Linked DNA regions of Oryctolagus cuniculus: region 1 is linked to region 2. A link is a contact called in public Micro-C data. All regions are on one chromosome and are shown on one strand. The core of a region is the stretch at or near the end of the contact, and the rest is flanking DNA. Distances in the headings are between cores, read along the strand shown. Region 1 overlaps MAML3 (mastermind like transcriptional coactivator 3). Region 2 holds the start of LOC127483147.

The links. A called contact is a pair of places that touch in the nucleus more often than the background predicts.
Region 1: a Micro-C map of ear pinna shows a contact between it and region 2, with 3 times the contacts expected there. The contact joins the enhancer-like site here to the promoter of LOC127483147 in region 2. A contact is called at or near these places in 5 of 6 Hi-C or Micro-C datasets (ear pinna, embryonic fibroblasts, liver and 2 more).

Annotation. Positions count from the first base shown.
Region 1 is chr8:25,061,112-25,063,811 of mOryCun1.1, reverse strand. All of the region lies in intron 2 of MAML3 (mastermind like transcriptional coactivator 3), which reads right to left. Among named protein-coding and RNA genes, the nearest start is that of MGST2, 46 kb to the left of the region's middle. Within about 2 kb of position 1,256, at least 5 of the 8 cell types and tissues checked have an H3K27ac peak or open chromatin away from gene starts, as enhancers often do. A contact at or near this core is called in ear pinna, where this site is marked.
Region 2 is chr8:24,515,240-24,517,939 of mOryCun1.1, reverse strand. It overlaps LOC127483147, which reads left to right and starts at 1,444. Exons shown (of 2, transcript XM_051819479.2): 1 at 1,444-2,176. The coding sequence starts at 1,570. LOC127483150 (a long non-coding RNA gene) reads right to left here and starts at 2,187. Exons shown (of 4, transcript XR_007909101.2): 1 at 2,092-2,187; 2 at 647-717.

The DNA.
Region 1 (2,700 bases), core at 7-2,506, 550 kb before region 2:
GCTTTTGCCTTCAGGCTTCCCTCTGGAAACCTGGGGAACCACGGGCAGGAGGGCCTATGTGCATTGTTAAAGGGCCGCCCTGCAATGGAACCAGCTCCCACAGGAGCCAGTGAGGACACACTCCTTGCCCTGCGTGCCACGGGAGCCAGTGAGGAAGTGCCCTGTGCCTTGAGTCCCATGGGAGCCAGTGAGGATGCCCCCTGTGCCATGCGTCCCACGGAGCCAGTAAGGACGCGCCCGGGCCCTGTCTCCCACGGGAGCCAGTGAGGACGCGCCCCCTGCCCTGCCGTGGGAGCCAGGCTGCCGCACCAACCGCATCACCCAAGGCAGCTTCTCTGAGCCTCCAAGAGGCCTTCCAGAGGGAGAAGGCTGTCGCTTGTCAGCCTTTGGAGCCCTGGCTCCTGTGTGTGGGGAGGCCACACACTGGGTTGTGCAATTAGAAAGAACCAGGCTGTGCCTTCGTCACGCGAAACGCGATGCCTTGAAGCCGAATGATGCAGTATTTTTAGTTTTAATTACTGGCCCGTTCTCCACTCCCTACCCAGCGACCTCCCTGGCGTGCTCCCAGGTATCTCAACCCAGCCTCTTCCCGTCCAACCCAGGGGGCGACGCGGATCTTCCTTTCTCTGCAGACCCTGTCACGTTTCAGCAAAATAAAGGGAGGCACAAGAAATCAGAGCCAGGGAAAGCTCTTAGCCATTTTCCAAGGGCTAAAGTGAGGTGGGAGATGTAAAATAATAATAATAATAATAATAATAACCTACCACTCTTACCTCCCTAAAAGAGGAGGTTTCCAACTTAAAAAAAAAAAAAAACAAACAAAAAACAAAAAACAAACAAACAAAAAAACCAGCCGCGGTAAAAATATCTCCCAAGAACAGCCAGCTGTTTATTTATAAATCTGTGCGCGGGCAAGCTTTCTTTCTCTCAAGTGTCTTCAAGAACATGCGTCGTGGTTGGGTGAGAGGGATGGGGGGCTGCTGGCGGCGAACCAGAGGCTGCCGGCTCCGGGGAGGGTGGATCACAAAAGACTTGCGGGGCGAGAGTGAGCTGGGGGCGCCGGCCGGCGGGGAGCACGCCCCCGGGGCTGCAGCCTTTTGCAGGCGGCTCAGGGTCGGGGGAGGCTGGCGAGCCGCAGCTGCTGAGCCGCCGCGCCGCCAGCAGATGGCGCTGTGAGCTCGGCCTGGGCCGCGGCGCACCGCCCCTCCCCGCGCAGATGGCTCAATCAGGCGGGCGCGCGGCCGCGGCGCTGGCGGGGCCGGGCAGTCAAGTGTTACTGCGTACAGCAGGTAGCCTGGCAACTGCGAGCATAATACCGAGCAGATGGTGCTCGCGCGGCGTGATGGACACCGCGCACGACAGCCCGAGACAATCCAGGAATTCCCTGGTGACTCGAGGCCCTCTTCACACAAAATGAGTTCTCTCTCCACCCACCGCCGCCCGGCTCGGGGTGCGCTCCCCTCTCCTCCTCCTCCTCCTCCAACCCCCACGCGACCCACACGGACCTGGTGACTCACGGCCGACTTTTCTTTGCCTCCCGAGGCGAGGGCCGGGGTGGGGGAGGTGAGGGGGGCGGTGGTGGCTTTGCGCCAGCCCCGGCACGCACCGCCCGAGCCGGGAGGGCCTGCGAGATGCCTGCGGGAGATGGAGGAGTTTGCGTACAAAGTCCCCCGGGGCGCGATTTTGGAGCCCTGTGAGCTTACAAGTCCTCGGCGGACTCGGAGGAAGCAGTCGGGAGCAGGCGTCCCTAACAAAGAAGGCGGCGCTGCGACGCCGGGCGCGGGCCCCGAGGCCGTGGGAGCCCAGATCGGAATCCTGCGCTTTCGCACCCACCCGCGCACCCACACGCACGCACACACCCCGCGGCGGGCCAGGCCATTCACGCACAGGAAACAGCATCCGTCTGCAGCCCAAACGGAATGTTGCCCAGGACCTATAGGCTTTTTCCCCCGCGAACGTGCTAACTGCTCCGTTTCCGGTTTCAGAAGGCAGACCAGTACCAAGGGTGACCGCTTGCCGGGCACGAGTCCACCCGCGGGACGAGGCGGACGCCCGCCAGCGCTGAGGCTGCGTGGCGGCTGGCTGGGCCCTTCGGCCGAGCCCCGGGCCTCCTCCTCCTTGGCAGTGAATGGGGTGGTGCAGTGGGGTGGTTCAGGAAGGAAGCTCACAGCCTGTATGGACAATTTGGGAACGCCGCTGGGCTGAAGTCCGGCAGCTGTAGCATCACCTGGGCGCTTGTTGGAAATGCAAGTTCCCAGGCCTACCGAATCCCCACTGCTGGGGGAGTTTTAGCAGGCCCTCCGGGTGAAAACCCTCAGAGCAAAGCATCCTGCTGGGCCCTGTGCCCTCCTGGTGCGCAGCTGCTTGGATTTCTCTTGTAAATTCTGCATTTGGAACAAAATCCGCATAGACGTTGGAGGATTGCTCCGGCCGGTGACGTCGGAGCGGAGCCCACGGCCAGGATGCTCGTAGGAAGGCCAAGACTCCAGTTCCTCTCTGCAGTGGAGGCTGGGGGAGGCATGCGCAGGCAGGGGCCGCCGAGTCCAGTGTAACCGCCTTGCTAAGGGAGCATCAGACATCGCTAGGCTTTCCCTGGCGTGGTATTAGGGGAGTACCACGGAAAACCATGATTCCGATTAAAATACCCCGAGTCACTGAGAGCCCAAGTAACTTGCCTCGTGTCCCCTAGCTACTGGCAGT
Region 2 (2,700 bases), core at 195-2,694:
CACAGCACCGGCCCTATCTAATAGAATTTTCTGCAATGATGGAAATGTTCTGTAATTCTGTGTTGTCTAACATGGTGGCTACTGAGCAATTGAAATATAGCTTGGGGTGAGCACTTGGTGCAGCGGTTAAGACACCTGGTGGGACACCCGCATTCCATATCAGAGTGCCCGGGGTTCAGGTGCTGCTTCTGCTTCTGATTTCAGCAGCCTGAGAATTCACACCCTGGGAGGCAGTAGATGATGGTTCAAGTAACTGGTTCTCTGCCATCCATGTGGGAGACCCGGATTGAGTTCTGGGCTCCTGGCCCAGTCCTGACTGTTACAGGACGTTTGGGAAGTGAACCATTGGAGGGCAGGTCTCTCTCTGTATTCTGCCGCTGCCTGTCTGCCTTTCAAATAAAAATAAACAAATTGATAAAAATTTTAAAAAAATATGGTTAGTATGACTGAAGAATTAAGCTAAAATTTTCATTTAATGTTTGTTTACTTAAATTGTCACTGTGGCTAGTGGCAACTGTATTGAGTCCCACAGCTCTAGAAATTAACTGTGTGGGGGGCCAGGGCGGGGGAGGGGTCAGTGGTGTGCTTAGAAAAATCTAAGACCTAGGTTGGAGGGAAGAGAAGGAAAAGGAAGAAAAATCCGTACCTATTTGAACCTTTCTGGAAGAATCCTTCTGAGCTGTCACCACAGTCTCTGCGGCAGGCCCGCAGTCAGTCCTGGAGAGAAGAACCTCATCATTTATTTTCATTAATCATTAGGGAGCAAAACTGCCATGCCCACGTCCATGCCGGGCACTCTCCTGCATTCGTGCCTACTGATTGATAGCATTTCCAGTCATCTCGCGCCAGGCAACGACGAGGGGGAGAGGTTATGAAATTGCCTCCTCACTTAGCAGCCCAAGCCAATAATGTGTCATTGTGTGGGGCTGTCACTTTTACACATCCAGGGTGCCCAGTAACAGGTAAGACACCCGCCCTTCTAAAGCAACAGAAATCAGCAGTTGTGCAAGTGGAGCGGGCTCACGCTGAGGTCGCAGAACCCTCAGGCCCCGTCCACTTGTCTGATGGGAGGTCTTCAAAATGTTCCCTGAGCTGGCCAAAACCCGGGATACTTTGTGGGGACTCCAAACTCGGGTTGTCGTGGGCGGCCTCCTGGGACAGGGGCCCCCAAGTCCCAGTCACCCAGCCCCTTCCTCTGTTTTCATTTTCCTGTTAGGTTCTAATAAGGAAGCCTGGAAGAAGAAATCTTGGAAAGTATAAGGAACCAGACATTAGTTAAGTCTTTCTCCATGCAGGGGGTGGGGGGAAGTTTGTTAATTAACCCACATTCCACTTCTGCAAAGTTCTCTCTCTCTCTCTCTCTCTCTCTCTCTCTCTCTCTCTCTCTCTCTCTCTCTCTCTGCCTCCTGATCTAGCCAGCCGGGGCGCATTTCTTAGCAAGATACTGAAGAGTGTGGCGCCAAGAGCCGGTGCCTTTTGCATCCTGAAGTCTTTTGTTTTCCCCTGCGGCCGCCGGCTCCACAGAGACGGTCCAGTCAGATAAAACGAGGCCGCAGCGTGCCGTTCAAGATGTCAGCTAGCCGCACTTCTGGAAACCCAATGTCCCGCAGGTACCGGGTAGCCCCAGAGGTCAGGCGGCGGCGCCCAGACCGGGTTCTCGGACTAGGAACGGGGGCGGGGAGCCTGGGAGCGCAGCCGCGCGTCCTCACCCCGGCCCGCTCCTCCCCTTCCCCGGCTGCCACTACTTTCTATCTCCATTGTTCCCCTCGGCGCGGCAGCCAGGCCGAGCACGCGCTCCGCAGCCAGCAACTTCCTCTGAAGCGGCGGCGCCTAATTACAAGCAGCTGCTGGGCTGCCGGCTGGCCAGCCCCGCGCGCGCGAGCGAGCGAGCGAGCGAGCGAGCACGCAGCCCGCGCCGCCGCCTGCCAGGGAGGCTGCGGCCTGCGCGTGGCGGCCGTCCCTGTGCCCAGGACGTGCCCACCCGCCCTGTCAGAGTGGGGAGCGGCCCTTCTGTCTGTCTGTCTGGCTGTGGCTCCCGGGGCCCATGTCCGAGTTGTTTCCATTGTTAAAGGGGAAGCCGCCTGCCCTCACCTGCAGCTTCCCTCCCCTGGCGGGCCTGTTGTCTGCGTTGTGCCACCGCAAGGGACTGATGCCTGGCAGGCCGGAGCGGCTTCTGGTGAGCGGAGGCACTTCGGGAGCTGTACACAGCGCTCAGCTAGCATGGGGCTGAAAGACGATCAGTGTTGCCTAAGAGCTAAGCACGCACCAGGGGGAAGACCCCAACAAACCCAGCTTGACAGGAGCGCTGGGCAAGAGCGCTGAGGACTTGCCCGGGTCGCTCCTCAGAGCTCTGAGTTCATTTTGCAACAGCGGTGATCTTTCAGGCTTGGCTACAAAGATGACTGGGATCCAAAATTAGGCTTTGAATGTGTAACACAAGGCTCCCGGCCACACCCACCACCGCCTCTCTCTGCCCCGTGCTGCGGCTTCAGAACCTGGCCCCGGGCCAGATCTGGCCCTTCTGGCTTCCGAGGGAGTGGCTGGTTGCAGGCGGGGCTCTAGCGTGGGTGAGGGCATGTGGCGCAATACAGGAGGCACAGGGGAGACGGACATGCTTGGGAATGACACAGCGCCCTCAGAGCGTCCACCCCAGCAGTCCACAGCTGGTGAAGACCATTGCAAGATCCAGGGCACCTGGGG